3 separate regions of the Mus musculus genome follow, and all the other regions are linked to region 2. The links are chromatin contacts, called in public Hi-C maps. All regions are on one chromosome and are shown on one strand. Each heading gives the region's core, a stretch centred on a gene start, on an enhancer-like site or on the middle of the called end of the contact. The rest is flanking DNA. Distances are from core to core; before and after follow the strand shown. Region 1 has its middle 13 kb from the start of Bhlhe23. Region 2 has its middle 15 kb from the start of Mir124a-3. Region 3 has its middle 19 kb from the start of Gm14340.

Region 1 (3,596 bases), core at 887-3,386, 90 kb after region 2:
ACAAGCACATACACACAGCCTCACACACATCACACACTCACACACACTCACACATAGCCACACACACACACTCAAACACACACACACAAGCATACACACTCAGCCCCACACACTCACATATAGCCTCACACACATACACACACAGCTTCGCACACATATTTATACGCACACACTCAAACACACACACAAGCATTCATACACAGCCACACACACTCACATATAGCCTCACACACATACACACACATTTACAAACACACACTCTCACACTCAGTCAAACACATATACAGGCATAAACACACACACACACACACTCACCTTAAGTTCTCAGCAACCACAGTTTCAGACGCCCCCTTTTGATCAGGAGAATGTAAGTTGGCAGTCAAAGCCTGAACACTTGAGTGACCTGCCCCTCTGCTGAGACCAGCCCTGGAAGACCAATCACTAGACGCAGAGGGTCAGCTGTGCATAGGATGAGACATTCTGGATCCAGCCCTTCAGTTGGGTGAGTGCAGATCCTATTGCAGGGGAGACTTGGAATAGGAGGAAGGCTGACAAGAGTTTAAGCTGCCCTGGGCTCAGAGCTGTCCCTGCCTCACCTCAACTGGGTTGGGCAACACGAAACAGAATGGAGAGGCACAGGATGTCTGTGTCAGCTGCTTCTAGGACCAAAGAAGAGAGTTTCCCACAGACACCAGCTCTCTACTCAAGTAGAATGCAGCCCAGTGGCTGCCTCCTCTGTGAAGTCTCCTTAGAATTACATGATCACACCCCACCAGGGATACCTCTTTCCAGGTTAGCATAAGGCATTCTTGGGGCATGGTCACTTGAGACAGCATCAGCCCTTGTTTAAGCTGAGGGTGAATGGGGTCTCTGAGAGGTGGGAAGATCCTGACTGCTAAGCCTAGAGTGAGCAGGGGTCACCAAACCATAAGTATTAAGAGAGAATGAGACTCGGAGTGGGAGTCCAGGCCAGAAAGAAGAGATACCAGAAGAAAAAAGAAGCTTTGGATCAGACAGAGAGTTAGCCTGGAGCTGCTAGCAGCTGCCACCCTGGGGAGGGGTGGCAGCAACATGGGTGTAAATGTAGCAGGCTGGCAAGGTAGGGTTACATACTTATGCTTCCACGTGGATGCCTAGAGTCAGCCATGCCTGAAATCTTGTTGACTCACAATAGTGTGGGCTCTAATCGTGATCCCTACCGTTGGATGCCCAGAAGAAAAGTGCATGTTGTTCTGACTGGGGACCAAACTGCAGAGGAAGCAGAGTTCCTAAGAGAAAGGGCTATGCCCACTGTGCATACAAGCCCTAGCCTGGCTCCTCACCATTGTGTTTTATAAAGAAGAATGAACCAGGATAGGTTTGTAGATGCGCGGTATGGTGAGGTGGAAGGGGGTGCCTCTGTGGGCTCAGGCTGAGACACACCTTCTCCCTGAGGTTCCATAGAGTATGGGATAGAGTTTATTTAGGGCATGGGGAGGAGACTTGAGGAGGGAGGAGAGAGAAAAATGGGAAGAGGCTGGCTAGGAACACATGGGGGTAGGGGAGTGGGGAGAGAAAGAACAGAGGGTAAAAGAGTAGGAGAGGAAGAGAGGAAGAGAGTGAGGAGGGGGCAAGTAGCATACCTGGCTGTTGCCAAGTAACTGGGGCAGAGCCTAGAAGGGATGCCAACAACCATCCCATAGTTCACTCTCTGCTATTCTCTGCTTCCCTGGAGATGAGGGTTTGTGTGTAGACCTTTCCTTTGATCTATGCATATGGAGAAGCTAACACCAGAACACATGCTCACCTTGCCCTGTGTCGGGGAGGAGTTGGGTTCCCTTGAGGGACCTCCCTCCTGAGGACACCCTGACTTTACAACTCAAATTTAGTCTAGCAAAGTTGCTCCTGATCGATACCGTTAATGTTTGTTTTGAAACTGCAGCACAAGCAAGCTTTTAGAGTCCTACAATGCTTTTCTCTGGTTTTTTTTTTTCTAGGTGTTTGCATTTCATCTCAGCCAAGTGCAGAATCATCTGTGGGGCAATGTGGGAACCACAGGGAGAATCATTAACAGACACATTTACGTTCCCAGTGCATCTCCAGGCATGCATATCTGCTCAGATGCTGCAGGCGGCTCAGGCTCTGGGTGCTGCAGCCAGGCTGTGATTGCCAGGGATCAGCACGATAGCACTGATGGGCAGGGCCATGCAGGCAGCCTCCTATCCAGTCTCTTCCCGCAAAATGGAATAGGTAATGAGCCCAGCTTGTCTCCTTCACAGATCTTGAGGGGATCTGGCTCTCTGCCCCCTGTCAGGCTTATGGTCCCTGCCATGTGCTCTCTCACGCTTTCCTTGTCAGCGCTTCTCCTGCTCAGGCTCTGAAGTCACAGAAAGGAAGATTGGCGGAGGGCGGAGGGCGGGGGGGGGGCGGGGGGGGGAAGAAGGGGAGATCCAGACAGGCATCAGATATCCCCAAGCTCACAGATAAGAGAACACCATGCCCATCACTCCACACTTCATGTTCCCAGTGGGCAGGCATCTGATCTCCCTCTGCAGCCAGATAGCGACAATCCAGTTCTGCCAATGAGGTCCTGGATAGCTGCCGCACTGCAGGCTGACTTCCTCCACTGAGAAACACCAGGAAACTAGGTCACTGAGTTCCTGGCTTGGAGTTGTCCTTCCAGAGGTCACCCTGCCACCCTGTTTAGCAGGTGCTGATAGGCTTCCTGGGCCCCTTTTCCCAAGTCCCACACCAAAGGAGGGAGAAGAGAGCAAAGCCCAAGCAGGTTGACCAGGAGTTTTGACAAGAGTCACCCTCATCACAGGCCAGAGCCCAGAAAACAGCTTAGCCCTCACAGGAATGTGCCCTGCAGGGTGGTGGATCACGATGTTCTGGGATGGCCTGTCAGGAGTGAAGAGCAGACTTGTCCAGCACTTCAAAAAGGTCTCAACAAATCTGTTTCCAGCACAATGAGATCAAAGTCAGCCCGCAGCCCAAAGCAGCCAAGGTGCAAAGGAAAGTAATTAGAGAACGGGGCTGGGGAGATGCTTAGTAAAGTGCTTGATGTGCAAACACAAGGACCCAAGTTCATTCTCCAGATCCATAGGATCATAGGCACAGGCATGGCGTTACCCTTGTAATCCCTGTGCTGCAGAGGCAGAAAGAATCTCAGGCATTGCTAGCTAGCCAGCCTTGCCAAATTGGTGAGTTCCGACCAACCAGCGAGCCTCTCAGCGTCACTCAGGGTTGTCCTTTGGCCTCCACAGGCACGAGCGCGCGCGCGCACACACACACACACACACACACACACACACACACACACGGGGGTGGGGGGGAGCAAACCTGCCAGCCTAACACACTAACACAGTTCTGTATCCAAGGAAAACATCCCAACAGTTGCAACAAATAAAGATGTTTTTAGACAAAGTAACCAGCTATAGGCTGAGAGAAACTATCACCAGCTTGTACTGAGCAAGCACTGACACCATTCCGGATGAAGGAAAGCCATGCCAGATGGGTCTACACAAGAGAATAGAGAGCCAGATTCAGAGAATATCAAGTAATGCATAAGGCTGCCATGTGAGCTTCTGTTTGTTTTGTTCTTGAGACAAACTATG
Region 2 (3,510 bases), core at 111-2,610:
TGGTGAGGCACTGGCAAGAGATACTGGTCAGAATGGGAACCTTATAAGCAAGCCTATGGTTATTAGAGGTGGCCCTGGCTTTTAGAGCCAGCCAGGGCTGTGGCTACCCTCCCTGCATTCAGGTCTCTGTCAGTGGACTCTCATGTCTCACTGCTTCCACTGAGCACGGTTTGGGATGGGACCCATAGGGAGCAGTGGGCAAGGGAGGGCCCCAGGCTGTGCTGGTGGGACCTTGTTGACCCACTAATCTCTGCATGAACTTGAGGAGTGAACTGGCCATTTCTGCATTCTTCTCAGAGGAACCTCTGGCTTCTTCCAGCCTCTGCGGATCCCTAATGTTGTGCTATGGTCCCTTTTGGGCAACCACATAGCAACCTGGGCTGTGGGTAAGCAAGTTTCTGAGAAGCTAGCAGAGATCTGTCTTGGATCCTTTGTTGAAGGGATCTCCTGCCAGACTTGTACACACTTTGTGAGAGGGAAAGGCCTCGGTGAAATCCTGAAGAATCTCAGGCTTGAGGTCTCCCAGACCTCAAGGACAAACAAGGTCATCAGAAGTGACTAGAAAAGAATGAAACAAATAAAACTCAGTACAGACCAGGGCGATTCTTCCTCTATTTGCCCCTGTTGTGGATTCTGCCCGTGCTTCAGGCCTAAATTTCCAACCCATCACAGGACCCATACTTCATAGCTAGTAACTCACGTAGAAGCAGTCACTTCTTGGCCTGATCTCCTCACCATTCTAAGACCTAACCTGGTGAGGAGATGGGACTGTGGCCAGGAGAGAGGTCCCATCTGAATAGGGTGGCCCTAGGCTGTTTATGAAACAACCTAGGCTGTTTGTTGTCTCCAGAGCTGCTACACCTTTCAAGGCCTGAGGTCATTGTCCAGGTGTCTGTCCACAGTTACTGAGAGAGGGAAGTTGACTAGACCATTTGCAGGGACCTCTCCCTGTGCTAAGCCAGATGGGAACCGGATCTCGTGTGGTCCAAGGGGACAATATGCTATGCTCCTTGTACAAGTCAGGGAAAAATTCCACAGAATCAGCCCTGAGCAGTGCCAGGACTCTATGGCTTATGGCCATGCCAGGACAGGCCAAATGCAACCAGGTAGGTTGGAGACAGCAGGATAGTGCGGGGATCCAGCCCTACCCTATCCTGCCTTGCCCTACCCTGCCCTGTGGTTGCTAAATAGTTAAAAGAAAAAAGAATCAGGGAAACCAAGCTGTCAAGTAGTTAATTGACTTTTCCTCAATCAGCTCAATGAATATTCATGAGGTGGCTGGTCCTCCTCAGGGCGCTGTTGTCGCTGTGGCTCCTCTTCCTCAGAGCTGACATGACATCCTGCGCCAGCCTCTTCCAGCCCACAGTTGGCCCTGATTGGCTCAGCTGCACTCTTGAAAATGCCATAGCAACCCCTGGCTGGTTGCCTAGCAATCCTTCCTTCTCTTCCTTTACCCCCCTCTAAAACCTAAGCCAGTAATCCATAGGCTTAGGGTAGAAGTATCTTCATGTCATGGTGAGTGTGTGCACACAAGTATATGGATGTGTACGTGGGGGTGTGCATGTGTATAAATATGCAAGAGGAAGAGTCTGAAGGGACCCATAAAAGAAATGGGCATAGACCCCTGGCCGGGCAGGTCATTTTGGGATGCTCACCACAGCACCCAAAGCCAGAACCCTCTAACCTGAGTCCATAAGGAGTCTATCTACCACTGCACAGATATTATGAGACCCCGGGCTTATCTTTAATAGTTCCTCAAAGGTGAGAAACAAAGGTGTCCTCAATTGAAGTCATTGTCCAGCATGAAGGATGTTGCTGGGCTTCTGTTCTGCACATAACTTGGGCACAGATGCCTAGGTGCCCTGCTTTAGAAAGCTGCTGTCTGGGATGGGAAATGCACCCTGCAAGCCATGTGGGTTGTCAGGTGGATGTTCCTAGGGTAGATGCATTAGAGTAGCCACCAAGAGACTGTGGATGTGAGCATTGGCCCCGGAGCATTGTGGACATTCTGACTTGTGTCTCTCCTCCCATTCTCTGCCCAGGTCTTGGAGGGGTGTGTTGTGCTCAGTCCTGGGTCTGCCCTCAGAGGGCACTTCCTATGGACGTTGAGAAAGGGTCAAACATAGGGAGGAGAGCAGAGGACATCACTGATTGGTGTTCATCCCAGGGAGGCGGGCATGTTGCCTAAGCCAGCACACAAGGCTCCAGCTGCTTGCTGTGCACTGGTGTTGACATAAAGGGGCACTGATCTAGGCCTGACTCTTACTTAATGTCTGTGGATAGGGTTCCAGAGGGGAGGATGTGGGTATCCAAGGTGCAGAATCCTGTTAGCCTTACCTGAGGCAGGCTAGACAGTCTGTTCTGAGTGGCAGGCCCACATCAGGGCATTCTGGCCACTGAAGATGCTGCAGGGAGACCTGGAATAATTCCTAAAAAGATGTAGAAGGATAATTATTGTCCTTATGAGAGATGATAGATTAAAAAAATGACAACAAATGCCCGAGGGACAGTGCTACATTCTCTAACAAGATATCATATCATTGAGTCCTCTTGATATCAGCAGCATGTCAGACTCAAGAAGCCGGTGAACTGAGGTAAAGTCAATTGCTGTCTCCCCTACCCTAAGTTAGAGAGTAGTACATATGCATGTGTGCACCTTATGTGGTGTGTGCATGCATCCATGTGCGTGAACATGCACATATATGTGCATGCCATTGCATGCCTGCTCAAGGGAGACTATGCACACACGTGTAGATGTGTGTGTATGCCTATGCAAATATGCCCATGTATGAACATATGCATATGTATGGATATGTGTGTGTGTGTACATGTGTGCGCATGCATATATTTTTGTTCTGAATGTGCCCACAGGCATGGGTGTCTGTGCATACTTGTGCATATATATGTGTGAATGTGTGCCTCTACATAGCTGTTCATGTGTGCACATATCTGCATACATGTATATATGTACATGGATTACACTCAGGTGTGCTGAGTGACAATGGCTGATATGGACGCTTTATTTTTGACCAGTGGAAGCAACACTCCTGAGCTCTCTGCTGAGCCCTACGCTGGTTTCCCTGTTAAACACAGCAAACGTGCGTCTTCAATAAAAAGCTACACAGCAACTTAATCTTCAATCGATTGCAAAGAAAGGAAAATAAGACCCTGCTCCCTGGGGCCCATGCTGCCTGATAGGCAGTTGTTCTTGATATAGAATGTGGGCGATAGATGCATTAAATATAAATGGAGATACAGAGGGGGATCGATAAACCCCGCTTCCTCCATGCTAATTGAAAACCGAGTCAAGGTTTGATTAATGTGGAGGTCCTTTGGGTGCAGCAGAAGCCTTGAATCAGTTCATGGCAGGAGCTCCTTCCCTACTGATGGTCAGGGGCTCTTCTGCATTTGGGGCAGTAGGTGAGGTTTTTTCCAGGTAGACCTAGAGAAACTGGATCAGCCATTATCGAGAGTGACATTGTTGGCGATGGTCATCCTGTGAGGAGGGGG
Region 3 (3,741 bases), core at 23-2,522, 73 kb after region 2:
TGCTCTCTAAAACCTTGTAGATGCATACCTAGCTTCAACACCAAGGTGTGGACGAGCCTATCGGTTCCATTTTCAGTTACAATGGAGAGGGTACCACCACCAGTGGTGGTCCTGACATGGGGTGTGGTCTACTGAATTTCTTGTGGAAAACAAGGGAGGCTGAGGATGTAGACAGGTCACTAAGCTGGCCACAGCCTGGTTTCTGTGGCTCAATTCTAACAGTCTGGCCTCCCACACTAGGGACCCCAGGACCAGGCCCTGCCAATGTGTATAAGGATATGCACAGAGTATGTGCACACAGCATAGACATGCATGCATATGTGTGCACACAGCACTCTGTCCTCACTCCCAAAGGTCCATGAGGGCTGGGACACAGACAAGGGTTGGGTCCAAGCCCATATTTCAGGTAGCTTCCAGGTCCTGATAAGCTGTACAAGAACTCTGTCCCAATCATGATGTCAAGCATAGTCAGAATGTTAGAGCCATTGGCATCCTCATGAGAACATGCTTAGTGTGGGTAACCAATGACGTCCTTGAGCTGGACAACGCTATGGGATGTTTTCTCTTCCGGTAATGATGGAGGTCAAACACAAGGCACAGGAAAAAAACTTCAGAGAATAAATGAGCCAGAGACTGAAGTCAAAGGAAACATTGTAGCTATAGCCTTGTAACATTGTAGCTATAGCCTTGCAAGATGGCTTGGGCAGGTGCAGAGCTGGAATCCTGGTTTTAAAAACCACCAATACTTCCTTCAAGGGGTCAGAAAGATACACGTCCCTGCTGGTGTGTGTTGAATGAATGAATGATTGTGTGGATGAACCAGTGTACAAATGAGTATGTGAACAAATTAGTGAATGAATGAATCACTGAGCCAGTAGATAAAGGAGAGAGTGAGAACTGGGAATCCTAACGGCTGATTCCATTTTGGGCTCATCATGATCTGAGGCCAAGGATGGACAGAGACCTTGTCTTCAGAGACTGGGGCTAGTAATGAGCTCTCTACCAGCCAAAGGTAGGACCCTCCCATGTGCCAGGCCCACTGCTGTTATGGTGATGATCTTTCTCATCCATGTAAGCACAACAGTTAATGGCGATCACCCACCTGTGATCATTCCTTACAGGGCTTTGGGGAACACACAAAGACCCCAAAATTTAGGGCATAACTTCTCTCCAGGCTCACAAATCCCTTCCTCAAAGCCAGCATCTGGCCCACTGCTGCCCTCTGCTGACTAGCCTAGCCCAGAAAGGAAAGGGAGGGGACCACAGAACCCATCTAGGGCAGCATCAGATCCCTTGCTTCATGAGTCAGTTGCTAGGGTGACAGACAGCCTGAAGGGCCCTCAAGTAGGCAGGGAATGCCATCATCCTTCTTCCACAGGAGCCAAATTCCTCACACTAGGCCTCCTTAGAACAGCCCATGTGACCACACCCCCACCCCCACCCCCAGGCCTAGGGAAGGAGAAAACACACACAAAAGGCTATGCCACCCACTGCCCAGGGACGACGGGCACCTAGCACTTAGACACTGGCCCTGCTAGAGATGTAGGTCTTTATTCTCACATCACTAGCCAAGGCCCCCAAAGTACTCTTGCAGGCCATAGCCCTATAAACAAGACATGGAGGGTACCTCTGTCACTTGTGTTCCTGGAATCTGTGGGTTTAACCAAGAGCAGGGGTAGGGGGCTCCTCCATGGGGCCCAACACCTCAGGCTTGTCTCGAGTTGCTGGTGCAGGAGGCCGTTAAAGAAGGAGAGGCAGCTGACCCTGGCCACAAGCTGTATGAAGTCAATAGTTGGGGCCCAGTGGCTCAGCCTTCCCCAGAACTGAGCATTCAACTTCCAAGGACCAGCCACTGCTGGCAAACTCCACGATCTGCTGCTCACAACCTTAGGGAAAACACTAGCCACATGTGGAGCCTCATTGTAAGCCATCAATGACCACCAACTTGCCAGGCAGTGGCTGTACCTGCCCCATCAGTTGCCACCAGGATATGGGCAGGGAACAAACACCAGAGAGACAGGGCCTGTTGGTACTCACCTGGTCTACCAGGGGGCCAGAGCTTCCAGCAAAGTGAGACCATGACCATGACTCTGTGCTGGTAGCTGCCACCCTGAGGACTAAAAAAGCCCCTAATTCAGGGACCACCCCACAGTGGGAAGCTCACGGAGATTTCCCTTAGAGTCATTTGTTTCTTCAACAAGCTTACACCAGCCATCACTTCATGTAAACAAACACAGCCACTGATTCTAAATGAAGCTGTTTGCGTGTGAATTAATACATCATATTCTCTCCCGAAACAGAATTATTTGTCTCTGGAGGAATCAGGTTAAGTCTGGAGTGTGGGGAGGGGGTGCCTAGCTGTGTCATTTGCATATGCAAATTATTCCGCTCTCAATTAAAGGCTTGTGTGTCAGCAAATGAGACTAATTAGATTTATTTATCTATGATAATCAGCTTTTCACAAACAAAATAGATCACCCTTTCAACGATGCTGGACAAAGCATACACTAGGGAGGACCTGCCTGATGGGACTCAGGCTGGGGAGGAGACAGTGCTTAGAGGGGGTGTGGTTGCTGTAGGTGGCCCATGATGCTTGGACTGGTTTCCCTAGGCCATTTATCCTAGCTGAAGGAATGTCCCAGCAGGACTGCATATCTATCCTCACTCAATCTCTTCCCTCTACTCCAGCCACAGCAGGGTACAAAAATGGAATCAGATGCATAGTTTCAGCCCTACAAAGAGCAGCAGGAGATGGAGCCATCTGAGAGTTTTAAGAGCCAAAGAAAAATCAATGAGATGAGTGCTACCTTTACAGAGGGCAGAACAGAGCTAGCACTTAGGGGACCCCACACCAGCTCCGCTCCTGGACCCTGGTGCTAGGTACTGCTATGGGCCTCCTCAAATGTTTCTAGACATCAGAAGGCAATGCCTTATGAGGGACCACCAGAACACACACATTTTGTACCTTAGGACTACAGACACTAGCTCCATGAAGAGAAGCAACCATACTGTAGGAGGATGGAAATGAAGCCACGGCCACTTTGGTCTCTACTCCACTTATCCCTGCTTCTCTCAGGGCCTTCCATGCTCTGGGCTCTGTGTCTCTCATCTCTTGTTCCTTACTCTGCAAAGGCCTGTCTGGAACACTGACCCTCATTGCTGCCTGTTCCTGAACTTGGTGACACTTCCTAGTGTGTGTCAATGTTTGTGACAAAGAAATAAACCCATTGGCAGAAGGTAGTAGCCCTGCCCACCCTGCCTGAGCCCCTGGAGGCACCACTTCCTGTGTAAGAGTCAAATGCCATAAGCCATGAAGGGGAAACGTCTTGGAGTGCCTGCAGGGTTCCGAGGGCAGCCTGATCATGATCTCATCTGGAATTCAGACCCATTTCCCTTCAGGTACCTCTCAGGCATCATTCTACCTACCCACAGCACCAGTTGAATATGGAATATCAAAAGCCTTAGTGTCTGTCTGTCAAGCTTGTGGTGGAGCTGACATTTAGGGAAACATTTATAATTAAATTGCCTCCTGAAGCCTTAGGCAGCTCAGAGCCCCATGGGCTGCCAGAGACAGCCACACAATTCTCAGGAAGCTGCCCTCTCTGCCCTTCCTGAAGTTAACGTCTATAACTTGGCAAGGCTCTACATGGAGCACAGTCTATCAATGCCATGGAGACTCAAGGGACAAGTGCTTGTGGAACTCTCAGGCAGTTGAACAGTCAATTGGTCCAAGATGGAGAC

Evidence for each region. A called contact is a pair of places that touch in the nucleus more often than the background predicts.
Region 1: a Hi-C map of cerebral cortex shows a contact between it and region 2, with 3 times the contacts expected there. The contact joins two enhancer-like sites. A contact is called at or near these places in 1 of 39 promoter capture datasets (embryonic stem cells), 2 of 15 datasets of contacts at CTCF or cohesin (embryonic stem cells and pro-B cells), 28 of 484 Hi-C or Micro-C datasets (the 63-12 cell line, the Ba/F3 cell line, the G1E-ER4 cell line and 12 more) and 10 of 115 datasets of contacts at active chromatin or transcription factors (embryonic basal ganglia, embryonic forebrain, embryonic hindbrain and 5 more).
Region 3: a Hi-C map of brain shows a contact between it and region 2, with 4 times the contacts expected there. The contact joins two enhancer-like sites. A contact is called at or near these places in 1 of 15 datasets of contacts at CTCF or cohesin (CD8 T cells), 59 of 484 Hi-C or Micro-C datasets (the 63-12 cell line, 8-cell embryo, the AML12 cell line and 27 more) and 8 of 115 datasets of contacts at active chromatin or transcription factors (embryonic basal ganglia, embryonic forebrain, embryonic hindbrain and 5 more).

The regions. Positions count from the first base shown.
Region 1 is chr2:180,787,636-180,791,231 of GRCm38.p6, reverse strand. No RefSeq gene overlaps it. Among named protein-coding and RNA genes, the nearest start is that of Bhlhe23, 13 kb to the right of the region's middle. Within about 2 kb of position 2,136, at least 35 of the 459 cell types and tissues checked have an H3K27ac peak or open chromatin away from gene starts, as enhancers often do. A contact at or near this core is called in cerebral cortex, where this site is marked.
Region 2 is chr2:180,877,426-180,880,935 of GRCm38.p6, reverse strand. No RefSeq gene overlaps it. Among named protein-coding and RNA genes, the nearest start is that of Mir124a-3, 15 kb to the left of the region's middle. Within about 2 kb of position 1,360, at least 50 of the 459 cell types and tissues checked have an H3K27ac peak or open chromatin away from gene starts, as enhancers often do. A contact at or near this core is called in brain, cerebellum and cerebral cortex, where this site is marked.
Region 3 is chr2:180,803,687-180,807,427 of GRCm38.p6, reverse strand. No RefSeq gene overlaps it. Among named protein-coding and RNA genes, the nearest start is that of Gm14340, 19 kb to the left of the region's middle. Within about 2 kb of position 1,272, at least 21 of the 459 cell types and tissues checked have an H3K27ac peak or open chromatin away from gene starts, as enhancers often do. A contact at or near this core is called in brain, cerebellum and cerebral cortex, where this site is marked.